3 separate regions of the Mus musculus genome follow, and regions 2 and 3 are each linked to region 1. Evidence: chromatin contacts called from public promoter capture Hi-C data. All regions are on one chromosome and are shown on one strand. The core of a region is the stretch at or near the end of the contact, and the rest is flanking DNA. Distances in the headings are between cores, read along the strand shown.

Region 1 (4,306 bases), core at 1,233-3,732:
AGCTCTCAGAGCACCCTCTGGCTGCTTTCCTGAGGTGGCACTGCTGACTCAGTGCAAGTCTTGGGGTGTTCACCACTTGCAGCCCATGAGCATAATTACCTGCAGTTCCTCTGACCACAAATCCCGGGCTCTACCTTGTTGCTTTCACTGTTGGGTCCCTGGGTGCAGGTCAGCAGGTGACCAAGGACATTGATGGGACTGAGGTGGTCAGGGCATTCTAGTTGTGAAGCCACCGCCATCCGCTGAGCTGTCTGTCCCCAGTGCAGTGCCAGCTCAGTCCTTGCTGCTCAGCAGCCCCATCTGTGTGGTCTGTCCTGACGTCTGGGGCCTGGTGAGGGGCAGGCACTGTCAAGAGTATCCTGTGTTTCAGGACAAGGCGTCAAGGGGTCCAGAATCCAGCTCTCACTAGGCAAGAGGCAGGGCCCAAGCCTGCCCAGAAGCAGTACACAACCCTCAGCAAGAAGACGGGAAGCCAGAAAGCTGCAGGCTGAGGACCAAGCTGTCGGTAGCGATCTACAGGCTGTGGTGATAGCAGTGGCCACGTGATCACAGGCTACCTGTTAACAGACTTGGGGCCGTGTATGTGAGGGAATAAAGGAAATGCCTAATTTTCACTTAAAAAGCAATGTATAGCCTTTGGTGATTTTGTCTAGAGCTGGGTGCCCACCATCAACTGGGGATGTGATTGTCTGCCAGTTCTGGGAACCTCTTACACCCTTTGCTGCCCAGGCAGCCCCTGGACCCAGCACTTTACCAGAGAGCAGAGAGAATAGAGAATCAGCGTTTCTTCCCATTTCAAGAAAATGTGTTGGGATGGCTCAATGGTTAAGATCATTGACTGCTCTTCCAGAGGTCCTGAGTTCAATCACCAACATGGTAGATCATAATGGAATCTGATGCCTTCTTCTGGCACACAGTGTACATGCAGACAGAGCACCCATACCTAAATAAATCTTTAAAAAAGAAAAAAAGGGGGGGGAGATATGTCATCTAGCCTGTACCCCTAGGCGAGGTCCCCATCTGGCCTGTATCTCTCAGGGAGGTCCCCAGAACCAGCATCTACCACAGCAGCAGCTCTCACTGGATAGGAGGCTTGTGTTTGGCATGGTGCTGAGACCCCATTGGGTCTTGTCTCTCCCTTTTTAAAAAAAAAAAAAAGCGTTTTACGTATGTGAGTACACTGTCACTCCCTTCAGACAAACCAGAAGAGGGAATCGGATCCCTTCCAGATGGTTGCTGGGAATTGAACTCAGGACCTCTGGAAGAGCAGTCAGTGCTCTTAACTGCCGGTTCATCTCTCCTTTTTCTTAGTCACTATTTCCATGACACCAGACTATACATCCTGGGCCCTTGGCTCTCCAGGATTTAGTTATTTTTTGTTTGTTTGTTTTGTTTTTGTTTTTCGAGACAAGGTTTCTCTGTGTAGCCCTGGCTGTCCTGGAACTCCCTCTGTAGACCAGGCTGGCCAGGATTTAGTTTTTACATGTGTTCATCCTCTGTGGGAAGCTTGCAGCTCATAGTAAAATGGTATGACCAGCCTAGTCCTAGTGATTGTACCAGCTGTCACTCCAGCTGATGGCCGTCACACATCCAGGGACGCGTGTTTGTCATGGCTCCTTCTAACCTCTGCACTGGGTTTCTCCATTCTGGAGAACTTGGGGTTTCTTCAGCTATCTGTGCTATTGACTTCCACTTCAGTTTTATGAGCAAAAGTTTCATGTTATTAACACTTTTAAGAAGCCACCACTGTGGAGGCCTTGTGACCTCCTTCCTGGAGTGACTGCAAAGCCATGGATGGACTCCCTTGCCGTCCTGGAAACCCAGCAAGCCACAATCCCTAGCAGTGTGGCCCCCCAAGGCCAAAGAGGACTCCTGACTGCTGCTTTTGGAAGTATTTTCAAGGCCACTGTCCCCATAGGAGCAAGCAGAGGGCCAGTAAGCTACAGAAGGGGCCAGCTGGGGCTCTGCATAAGTGTCCCACCCTTCCTTCCCATACAGCACTGGAAGCTTTTGCCTCAACTCATCTTGTAGGCTAGACAGCAGCGCCTGTCTAACAGCTACACTGGCTGGGCAGGGCTAGCAGGTCCCCACGCCCACCTCAGGCTGACTCTTGAAGGGCCACCCTGAAGGAGAGGCTGTGGCACGCAATCCATAGAGGACTATAGCTGCCTACAGCTTGTAGATTTTGACCAAGCTTTGTCCCACTGCACCTACCCTGCACCACTGTCCTTAGACGGCAGATGAGGATATGAGGCAGGGCCATGTTAGAAAAGCAACTTTCAGAAGCCTGGATCCAGGAGGACCTTGGACTGCCCATCCAGTTCAGATGAGCAGGCAGGGAGGGCTCCTCTGCTCCCAGAGTACTTCTACTTCCCTCTGTTCTGTTCCTGGATGGGCCAATCAGAAGGTAGACTGTCCCCTGCGGGAGGACTGGCTGGCTTGTGGCGTCAACCAGAACACATCAATCAGGAAGTGCACAGCCTCCTTCATGGCTCCACCCTTCTCCAGTTAGGGAACCCCTCCACACTCCCAGAGACCCAGGCTCCTGGTATGTCCATAACCCAGACAGCATCTGCTGGCAGGTAGCTCTCACAAGACCCTGAGGTAAGTTCAGTACCCTTCCAGGAAGGTGGGTGGAAGCCTGTGGTGACTGCTGGGGATCCTGGAGCGCGTAAGTACCTACAGGCAGGTGGCATCCTCCATCCTCACGCCTTCATTTGATTAATCCTTGTACACTGCAGCATAGTCCTCCAGTGCTGGACCATGTGGCTGTGGGGCTGCAATGGCAGGCCATAGGCCCAAGGTTTAGAGAAATGTCTGTCCACTGGGTCAACCAGAAAGCAGCAGGAAGCCAAGAGATGCCTCTGAAGAAGAGGCCTGCCATGGCCGTGTCTCTAACTGGAGGTGCAGCTCCGCTGGGGTTAGGGACTGAGCCAGGGGCGCTCTATGGCCACCTTAACTCAGCCCTAAAATCATTGAAGCCATTCACTGAGGCTACACTTGTCCACATGAGTAACCCCCTACATACAACTGGCCTGGTTGATTCCCATCATGTGGCCAAAGGCCAGGGCTCATCTAGCGGCAGAAAAGCAAACTGGAGGGAAGCCACAGCAGATGTCTGTAGACTGTGGATGACATTGCCTGCCCTTCCAGTATACTCCAGCCTAGCAGGAAGGCAGACATGCTCCTGCGGCCAACCCTCCCAGCCCTCCCGGAATAGCACCGTGCCACAGGCTGTTGCATCACCAGCTGGCTACAACGGAAGGCCTGAAGGGCACGGGGCTGTCAGGGAAGGAGGAAGTCAGACATAGGCCTGGCCCCCTGCACAGTGAGAAAGCCTCCAGCCAACCTGACCCTCTTAGTCCCAATCTGGAGACTGGCCAGCAAGGGTCCATGCCACCCAAGAAGGTACTATGTAGGATGGCCACTAGAGGCAAAAGCTCCTACCTCCAGGGCATGCCAGAGCACTTTTGGGTAGGGGCAGAAGCTAGAGCAGGGCTGTTGTACAAAGAGTATTCTCTTAGACCCCAACCGGTCACTTCCCTACATATCCATATGAGAAAGCCTGAGATGACAGGGGCCGGGCAGCTGCTTGGGGGTGCTCAGTTTGACAGGTGGTCTGAGGTGGCTTGTCTATGGACCTCTGCTTCCCCTCAGAAACTGTCCATGAGGCTGAGGAGATAGGGCTGAGCCCTGAAATTTCCCTAGAACGGATCCCTTCTGACCCTGCCCAAAGCCCTGCCCTGACACTCAGGCCTGGGTCCTATCCTAGGCTGACAGGGAACAGAAGGTGGGCACTTCCTCAGCTGCTCTCCCCAATTATAACCGCAGCCTACAGAGGACATGTCAGACTATGAGAATGACGACGAGTGCTGGAGCACCCTGGAGAGCTTCCGGGTGAAGCTCATCTCTGTCATTGACCCCTCCCGGATCACACCCTATCTACGCCAGTGCAAAGTCCTGAACCCCGATGATGAGGAGCAGGTGCTCAGTGACCCCAACCTGGTCATCCGCAAGCGGAAAGTGGGTGAGGACTGCTCCCACACCAGCAGGCTCTAGCCCTGCATGACCCCCATAAGACACCCAGCCAGAGGCCACTCCATGCTCTCTTCACTGCCCTGGCCTTGTCCCCACTCAGCTCCATCCCCGTGTAGGATATATGAGTGAGAGACTCCTCCCCTCTTGTCCTGTCTACCTGCTGTTGCCCAGTGGAGGAAGGGGAGTCCCCACCACTGTTCAGGCCCTGCCTGAGACAGCCACCAGAGGGAAGGCAGCACCCTGTCCCACCTAGACTTGAGACCTGCAG
Region 2 (4,306 bases), core at 843-3,342, 990 kb after region 1:
AATATTGCCCAGTCATGGGCCCTGAGCACATGGCTTTCAGAGGGGTAACTGACTCAGGGCCACACAAGGTAAAACAGATCTGTACCACAGACAAACCCGGACCCTGTCCATTATATACAGTCCCATGCCAGGGCTGACTTCACACTCACAGCCACCAAGATAACCAGCTATGCCTAGAAGCTTCCCCTTCCACAAGAACAGGGAGTCAAGGCTTGAACCGCAAGTAGAGCCCAGTCTCTCTCTGTCTCTGTCCCTCTGTGTACTAAAATGAACTGGCAGCTGCCATGAGTGGGCAGCCCTGACAGGGCAGTGCACAGGATAAATGGGGAACAGGGTTGGAAGAGGGGCTTAGATTCCTGAGAACCTGCCTCCAGGCTCAGGCATAATGCAGGTCCTGTTCTCAAGGCAGACAGGGGGCTATTCAACAGTCTCCTGTCCCAGCCAACTAGACCGGAAGGAGGGAGAGAAGCCTGCTGGATTCCCCAGAGACTTTGGTCTGTGTCTGGCAGTGTATCTGCAGCAGCACAGCACAGCAGGTGCTGTGGGACACACACACACACACACACACACACACACACACACACACACACCATCATACATACACCCAACCTTCTTCAGCACTTGTGCTAGGTGCTCCTGTGCTGCCTCCTCTGCCTCCTGGGTGGAGAAGCAGGCCGGGTTGTCTCTGCAGGGTGTCACACTGAGAAGAGCCTTCAGGACAGGTTAGGGCATGAGAGCATGAGCACTTTTAAGAAGAAACGTTCACAAGCAGCCACGCAGAAATGAAGATGAAGACCCAGATGTCCCCAGGTCTAGAGCAGGTACAGCAGGCTGATGCCTTCTCTCACGGCCACAGACGCTCCAATGCCTAGCTCAGGTTTGAGACAGACTGGGCGTCTCCTGAGTTATCAGTCACTTATCAGCCCTTGGCCCTGGTATCGGGCCTCTGCCCTTACCTCAGCACTTAGGCACAGGCCAAAGCCCCTTTCCACCCAGGTGGCCCCAACCTTCCTTAAGAGGCTGCTCACAGTCGTCCCCATCTCCACCCCTCTGACAAGACCCTGTGGGTCTCCAGTTTCTAGCACAAGTCCCTGGAATTACGAGGTGTGACTAGGGACCCAAACTCACCCAAATCCGCGCTGGGGATTTGCTCCAGCGCCTTGCTCAGGGGCCGCTCGGTCTCTGTGGGGCAGGACGCCGCCTCCACCGGGACACATAACAGCTCAGGGTTCCGGGAGGTGCCACTGGGGCCACCAGAAGCAGGGCACGCACTCAGAGGCAGAGGCTTTCTCTCCAGGACAGTCCGCGGCTCATCGGCCGGTGCGAACATCAGGCGCTGCTGCAGGGACGACTGGTCCCCAGGCCGGGCCGCGACGCGTGCCTGATCCCGCTGGCCGCCGTCGGCTTTCAGCAGCGAGGTGCGCAAGCCCGCTACGAAACGCTCGAAGGTCAGGTAGCCATTGGCCGGGGCCACCTGGCGCAGGCCCTCGAGCACGCCGCACGGCAGCTCGCGTGCGTCTGCACCTTGCCAGCGGGACTCGATCTCCCGCAGGTGCACGTAGCCGCGTTGCCGGTCGTCCAGGATGTCGAAGAGGGTGCGCAGGCTCTGGAGAAAGGCTCGCGGTAGCCCCTCTGTACTAGGAGCGGGCGCAGCGTGCGATAGGCGGCCACGCTCGGCCATCGCTGCCACGGCCATGGGCGCCCAGCTTCCACCCGCGTCGGTCCCCGCAAGACCAGATGGCAGAACCTGCAAGGCGGCGCGCGCTCCCCACGGCGACAATAGCTGCTGTTTTTGAATGAAGAGCTGGTCGCCGCCGCGTCAGCTTTCATTAATATTCTCAGCGGCTATTGGTCGAAACTGGCCCATCTGTTCCGGGATTGGCTCCGCAGCCACCAGTCCCAGTTTGATTTCTCCTGCACTAGGGGCGGGCGCCCACACCATCCGGCCCTTGGGAGACTTAACGAGAAACGGGTAGAACCAGCCAGAGTTCTTACCGCTGCTGCCCACGATCCCCCTGTCTCCACGTCCACCATCCCTCCTGCCTCGGTAGAGCCTTTTCTCTGGTTCATGTGCGCTCCGCCTTCCCAGGCACTTCTCTGAGGGGCGGAGCTTGGGGCCCTTCACGGATCTTGTACCCCAAGTAGCCTCACAAGTAAGGATAGAATGTCTAGCCCCTCCTGCTCACTTCGGTCCTTTACACTGAGGGTCCCCTGGGGCCAGGCGCCGATTGACTCTGGGGCTCCCTTCTCTTGCATTAAGAACGCCCCAAGAGGATTATAGGCTCCAGACAGTTGGGCGCTCTCCTTCACTGAGGCCTCTGTCCCAACAACTGCCAACTCTACCTTTGGTCCTTTGGGACAGTCTGTCTTGTCCTGCCAACTATAGGACAAAGCCAAGTTGTCTTCTGTCCCCAGATGCCCATCCGGTGACCAACTCCATTGGTGCTCTGGTCCTGGGACCCTGCTCTGGCCCTTTTTTTTTTTTTTTTTAGGAGACAGGGTTTCTCTGTGTAGCCCTGGCTGTCCTGGAACTCACTCTGTAGACCAGGCTGGCCTTGAACTCAGAGATCCATCTGCCTCTGCCTCCGGAATGCTGGGATTAAAGGCGTGCACCACCACGCCCGGCTATCTGGCCCTTTTAAGGGACATCTCTAGCTGTCAATCTGGCCCTCACAGCCCTGGCCTAGCTCTGCAGTGGGACCACTCGGCCCTTCTATCTAGGCCTTAGCCTGCTGCAGTCTTAACCCAGAAGCCCGTCTCAGGGCTGGCAGGAGCACCCCCTGGAGACCAGGGAGATCCTTAGGATGCCCCCCCCCTCCGCCAATTCATTTGCCTGTTCTCTATGCCTACACATGCTTACATTCCCAAACTCCTGGGTGTCACTGAGACAAATGTAGCCACTGAGAACAGCCCACCTGTTAACTGCTGCCTGCACTTTCTAAACACAGAGAGACCCTTCTGAATGCCTGCAGACAGACCCTTTAACTCAGAACTTCACTCCAGCTCATCTGGGAAAGCCTCTGGCAATAGGGCACGTGTCTCAAGTTGTGGAAGCAACTTCCCTGCCCAACTTCCCTGGTTCCACCTTTCTAGGAGTTGCTCATTCAAAATTGTTTTTGTTTGATTGTTTGTCTTGAGACAGGTTTTTTGTGACAGCATTTCTCTGTGTAGCCCTGGCTGTCCTGGAACTAACTCTGTAGACCAGACTGGCCTCGAACTCAGAAATCTGCCTGCCTCTGCCCCCCAAGTGCTGGGACTAAAGGTGTACTCTACCACACCCATCTCACCCAAAGTTGTGGCTCATTCATAGTAAGGTATTTTTAGTGGGCCCAGAGTTCCATGGACCTTAGCTACCCTTTTGGGGACAGACCTGGTCAAAGACCCTCTGATGTCTCATATTTTAATTACTTCTTGTCTTGCCTAGTCCTCAGGGTGTCCATCCATGCTCCCTTTCTTCCAGGCCCTGGGCTACATGAAGAGGGCTAACCTCTATTGATTATGTATTGATTGATTGCTATGAACCCTTCAGACTTAGCCCAGGCACCTGTTTCCTCTGCCCCTGCCCCCAAATCTTAAATGTTTTTACCTTACATGTCTGGCTGTAGTGACTGCTTACCATGAATTACTGCGATGTTTGGGAATAAAACTGAGCCATCCCAAGGCCTAGCATTGGTCTGAAGTATAGGCACTCAGTGGATAATAAGCATACAGGAATCTTTATTTGATGAGGGATAGTGCAAATGCCATATTGCAGGGAGGAACCATGCTAGGATGGGGCCTTGGGGGTTCCTGGAACAAATGCATAGCTAGGTACAGGAGTAACCACCTACAGAAAGTGAAACCAGCACTGCTCCGCACAGCAAAACGAATAAGACTCAACCCAGGGCCCTGGTCAACTGAGGCAACTTGCAAAGAAGATAAGAGCTGGTGGGTGCTAGGGAGGCCCATGAGGCCCAGCCTCTGCCTAGGCAGTGATAGGCAGCTAATAGTTTCTGGGGGAAGAGGGTCATAGTCCTTAGCAGTGAAGCTTTGCCTCCAACTGACGTTCATGTTCAGTTCTGATTAAATGCAGTGGGACACACACACAGACAGACCATGATATCAAAGTGTGAGGGGTCTTGTTAAGAAGAAGAAAGGATTTGAGAGGAGGGAATGAGGGAAGATGGTGGGGGAATATGATCAAGGGACATTATATACGTATGAAGTTGTGAAAGGATTCATTTCAAAAAATAAAAAAGGGAGCCAGGCGTGGTAGCGCACGCCTTTAATCCCAGCACTCGGGAGGCAGAGGCAGGCGGATTTCTGA
Region 3 (4,306 bases), core at 1,238-3,737, 890 kb after region 1:
GTTTAGGCTTCTCTAGGAGGGAGGTACAGGGGGCAGGTGCTGATAAAGACACACTTGGGAGATGAAACCAGCAACCCTCTCAGACAGGAGACAGGGCCAGAGGAGGATTTGAAAGGACTATAGGTACCTCACTCCTTATGACTATGGCTTGGGCCATTGAGTAGATTGGGACAGGACACTTCGGGGGCAAAAATCTAGGTGGGGAGAAGCCTTCTACTGTGGTGGGGGTTGGCAAGCCTACGGACCTCAGAAGCTTGTCCCCTCCAGAGGCAGCCTAGGACCAAGGGTGCTGTCCCTTCTCAGTGACCTTTACCCAAGGTCCCACCAGGATCGGCACCATTCCTTCTCCGGTGGAGCAGTCCAGCCTGAGCAGCATTGTGGATGGGTGCGGAGTAAGGTGGGGTCCTGGGGCTGGTCCAGAAGGGGTACACAGGAGTGTGTGGTCAGCAAAAGGCCCATAATGGCTTGGAAACAAGGCAGCCCCTACCTCACCAGGCAGGGTTGACTTTGGAAGTAGAACCACCAAGAGTCAGTCTGAGTGCCATGGTCCTTCCAAGAGGACTGGATTACTTCATTGTCATTAAAAACCACAGTATTCCTTGCAACTGCTGGAATTGTCAGGCTGTCCCTGACTCTGTTGCCTGCCTGTGGATCCTGTTCCCCTAAGTGGGCTGCCTTGTCTGGCCTCAGTGGGAGAGAATCTGCCTAGCCCTGCAGAGACTTGATGTACCTTGGAGGAGAGAGATGGGAGGGGGAGCTACTACCTTCTCAGAGGAGAAGGGGTGGGGGTGAGGGAGAGGCTGTGGGAGGGAGGACTAGGAAGAGGGGCAGCAATCGAGCTGTAAATAAATAAATAAATAAATAAATAATGGGGGAAAAATCAAACCACGGTATCTGGGCAGAAATAACTTTAGAGAAGAAAGATTTATTTTGAGGCATGGAACCAGGAACAATGGAGAAGAGAAAGCAGCAGGAACAGAGGCCAAAAATCACCTTCAAAGGCCCTTCTCCAGCGACCTACTTCTCCCAGCGAGACCACACCTCCTAAAGGTTCCACAGATCCCCAGAGAACTGTCATCCATCAGAGGACGTTTAAGCAGAGTGCTGGGGACATGTCAGATCTAAACCACAAGAGGCTTCCACACTTGGAAGTACTTCCCATTACTCTGCTTCAGTCATCTACAGGACCCCACACACAGGTTGATGCTCCCAGGTTTTGCCATGTTGCTCTTCTGTTTGTTTGTTTGTTTGTTTGTTTGTTTGTTTTTCTGAGACAGGGTTTCTCTGTGTAGCCCTGGCTGTCCTGGAACTCACTCTGTAGACCAGGCTGGCCTCAAACTCAGAAATCTGCCTGCCTCTGCCTCCCAAGTGCTGGGATTAAAGGCGTGCGGCACCACCACCTGGCATGTTGTTCTTCTTGCCCCCATCCTCAGCCCCTCTGGAGAAAACTCCCAGATCAGCCGCTGGGCCTGGCTGGGGTCGGGCTCTGTGGTCAGCTTCCCTCTGACAGATCCTCTCTCCTTAGGTTCTGGGCATGGATGGAGCTGAGTGTTCTGGGCAGGGAGGGGCTGAGGTGGGCTGAGTAAAGGGGTTCTGGAATCTACCCACTTCCGGTAGCCCCAACATTAGTGAGAAAGCAAGAGACCTTCCTCACAAAGACCACTCAGATGTTCATGTTAAATGATCCTGTGCCCCAGAACCCAGGATAAATAAATGTTCCTGGGCCCCAGGGACGGGATGAAGGGCAGTGTGGGCTGGCTCTCTCTCTCTTCTGTGGTCATTGGTGTCCCATCCAGAGACAGATCTTGGAAGCCAGGAGGAAGCCACAGACTCTGTCCTCACCTATAGTAGCTTGAAGCCCACCGCTTCACCCTTCCCACCCACCACCTCTATGGGAGCCCAAAGGGCCACCATGTGAACCCCAGAAGCTGACCACGGGGGAGGCTGTACTCAACATGCCGGTTCTTGGATTTGCTTCAGGGTAGAGTGCGTGAGCTTCTTTATCTTGGTGAGGGTTCCTCATGGCCTCATGACTGCTAGCCTTTCAGGACCAAATGTTCAAGGCACAAATGGTGCTTTGTGTTCCCTGCTGGGGTCATGGGACTTGGAGAGGGATGATAGGTAGGGCTTGTGAGAAGCAGGTCTTAGCCCTAGGTGGGAAGTGACTAGATTTTCCAGCAGCAGGGAAGCGCCAGAGTACACACCCGGCACCATCCCCACTGTGAGGTATGTGGGCTTTGCCGGCAGGAGTGGGCAAGGTCTGAGCCAGTTCTGCCTCTGGAGCTGGGGATGGGGGCAGGCAGAGGTTTCTTCTTCTAGGAGGTGTGGGGCTCAGCTGGAACCTCTTACATAATTAGCAGATGAGGCTGCAGCTGGGACAGCCACCCTCCCTCACACCAACATCACGAGCCTTCAGTGGGCAGTCCTTGGGCTTTGGGTGGAGGCCAAGCCTGACTCATAAATAGGGGGTCTCCACAGTGCCCTCTGCTCCTTCTGCCCAGTTTTCCTTGCTTTGTCCACATTGCTGGCATCAGGCCCAGGCACCTGCTCTGCTCTGAGCAAATGGCTGCTCTTCGCATGCTGTGGATGGGTTTGGTCCTCCTGGGTCTCTTGGGATTCCCACAGACCCCAGCCCAGGGCCATGACACAGTGCAGCCCAACTTTCAACAAGACAAGGTGAGAAGGCCCCCTACCCCACACCCAAAGAAGCAGAGCCCTCAGGCCAGAGCCAGGCTTTCTCTTACCAAAGAGGGTGTTCTGGGCACTGTCAGCCTGTGTGCTTGTGCATGGGAGCTAGCTGGAACCACCCTGGCACACAGCCTGGTTGGTCCACCTGACTCTGTCAGGAATGTGGTATGCTCTGATATAGTGGACTAGGATGAGGGCTGTGACAAAGACAAGGAGTTCAACACCCTGGGGAAAGAGGGGGGTCTCTGCTACCCACTCCTCCATGGGGCGATGAGCCAGCCTGCTAGAAAGGGAGGGGAGTGGAGAGAGAGGCATGCTGCTAGGACCTGTGTGGGGAGGAGTCAGAGGAGGGAAGACCAGCCCACCAGGGTCTGCCCATGAGGGGCTCATGGAGCAGACCCAGGCATCCACTGGTCGCAGTTCCTGGGGCGCTGGTACAGCGCGGGCCTCGCCTCCAACTCAAGCTGGTTCCGGGAGAAGAAAGCTGTATTGTATATGTGCAAGACAGTGGTAGCCCCCTCCACAGAAGGCGGCCTCAATCTCACCTCTACCTTCCTCAGGTGAGACAAGGGGTTATGGCAAATTCTGGGAGACATCCTGGGGCTTGGTCCCTTACTTCAAGGGCAATCTACCCACAGGAAAAACCAGTGTGAGACCAAGATCATGGTACTGCAGCCTGCGGGGGCTCCTGGACACTACACCTACAGCAGCCCCCGTGAGTGAGCCACTTCCTTATCTGGGTACAACCCTCTGTCCCAAAATTGTGGGGATAATGGTCACAGCACATCCAAGGCCAGGTCTGATTGTGAGTCTGCCTCAGGCACACGGGGCCACCTCTCTCTGGGGACTTTAGCCTCTCTGAGGCCCACCCACATTCTTCAAGGTCCCTTTCCTGCCCAAATGGAATTTTCCAGTACTCTGCTGCTCAAGTGGGTCACATACAGGCATTCCCCAAATCCTACCCACATTTCATAGCTTCTATCCAAGGACCTCTTTCCACCCCTCACCTGAGCTCTGGCTCCCCACCAGAACCCTATTCCCTTTGCCTTCCGGCTATATTGTAACCCAGCCTGCTGATGTCTTCGGTCTAAGTGCTTTCTACTCTCTCCCTAAGACTTATGGTTTGGAGACAGTGTTCCCAGGCTGTTCAGGCAGGGAGCTAGAAACTGTCTGGTGGCCACCCGGGGGGGGGGGGGACGCGGGGGGGGGGGGACAGGGAGGGCAGCCAGAGCAGAGGTGGATGAAGAAGACCTGAGACCCCCCCCCACAGAGAAGCCCCCAAAGGCCACCCGCTCTGAGCAGAGGGACGGAGATGTGGGAGCCACATGTTCCAATCAGTGTCATTTCTTGGGTTCCCAGACTCGGGCAGCATCCACTCCGTGTCAGTGGTGGAGGCCAACTATGACGAGTACGCTCTGCTATTCAGCAGAGGCACCAAGGGCCCAGGCCAGGACTTCCGCATGGCCACCCTCTACAGTAGGTATCCCAGCCCACAGGTCCACGCACAGGGGAGATGCCTGGGGTTGGAAACAGACCAAGACCTGACCCTAGAGAACAGTAACAAAGGTGTGTGGGAGCAGGGCGGGGGCTTTTTGCTTCCTGACACCAGACCGTTCTT

Evidence for each region. Promoter capture Hi-C pulls out the DNA fragments that hold promoters and counts their contacts.
Region 2: a contact with region 1 is called in a promoter capture Hi-C map of liver, with 2.6 times the contacts expected there. The contact joins the promoter of Sapcd2 here to the promoter of Card9 in region 1. A contact is called at or near these places in 5 of 39 promoter capture datasets (the C10 cell line, the HPC-7 cell line, hippocampal neurons and 1 more) and 1 of 115 datasets of contacts at active chromatin or transcription factors (bone marrow-derived macrophages).
Region 3: a promoter capture Hi-C map of hematopoietic stem and progenitor cells shows a contact between it and region 1, with 2.4 times the contacts expected there. The contact joins the promoter of Ptgds here to the promoter of Card9 in region 1. A contact is called at or near these places in 6 of 39 promoter capture datasets (the 3T3-L1 cell line, cranial neural crest, hematopoietic stem and progenitor cells and 3 more) and 2 of 115 datasets of contacts at active chromatin or transcription factors (pancreatic cancer cells and thymic regulatory T cells).

The regions. Positions count from the first base shown.
Region 1 is chr2:26,359,085-26,363,390 of GRCm38.p6, reverse strand. Card9 (caspase recruitment domain family, member 9) reads left to right here and starts at 2,482. Exons shown (of 13, transcript NM_001037747.3): 1 at 2,482-2,604; 2 at 3,832-4,027. The coding sequence starts at 3,844. The region is part of intron 1 of Gm13562 (a long non-coding RNA gene); the gene reads right to left. It overlaps Snapc4 (small nuclear RNA activating complex, polypeptide 4), which reads left to right. Exons shown (of 23, transcript NM_172339.4): 23 at 371-626.
Region 2 is chr2:25,369,821-25,374,126 of GRCm38.p6, reverse strand. Sapcd2 (suppressor APC domain containing 2) reads right to left here and starts at 2,092. Exons shown (of 7, transcript NM_001081085.2): 1 at 1,129-2,092; 2 at 610-711. The coding sequence starts at 1,696.
Region 3 is chr2:25,467,930-25,472,235 of GRCm38.p6, reverse strand. Ptgds (prostaglandin D2 synthase (brain)) reads left to right here and starts at 2,487. Exons shown (of 7, transcript NM_008963.3): 1 at 2,487-2,676; 2 at 3,109-3,248; 3 at 3,327-3,403; 4 at 4,048-4,164. The coding sequence starts at 2,563.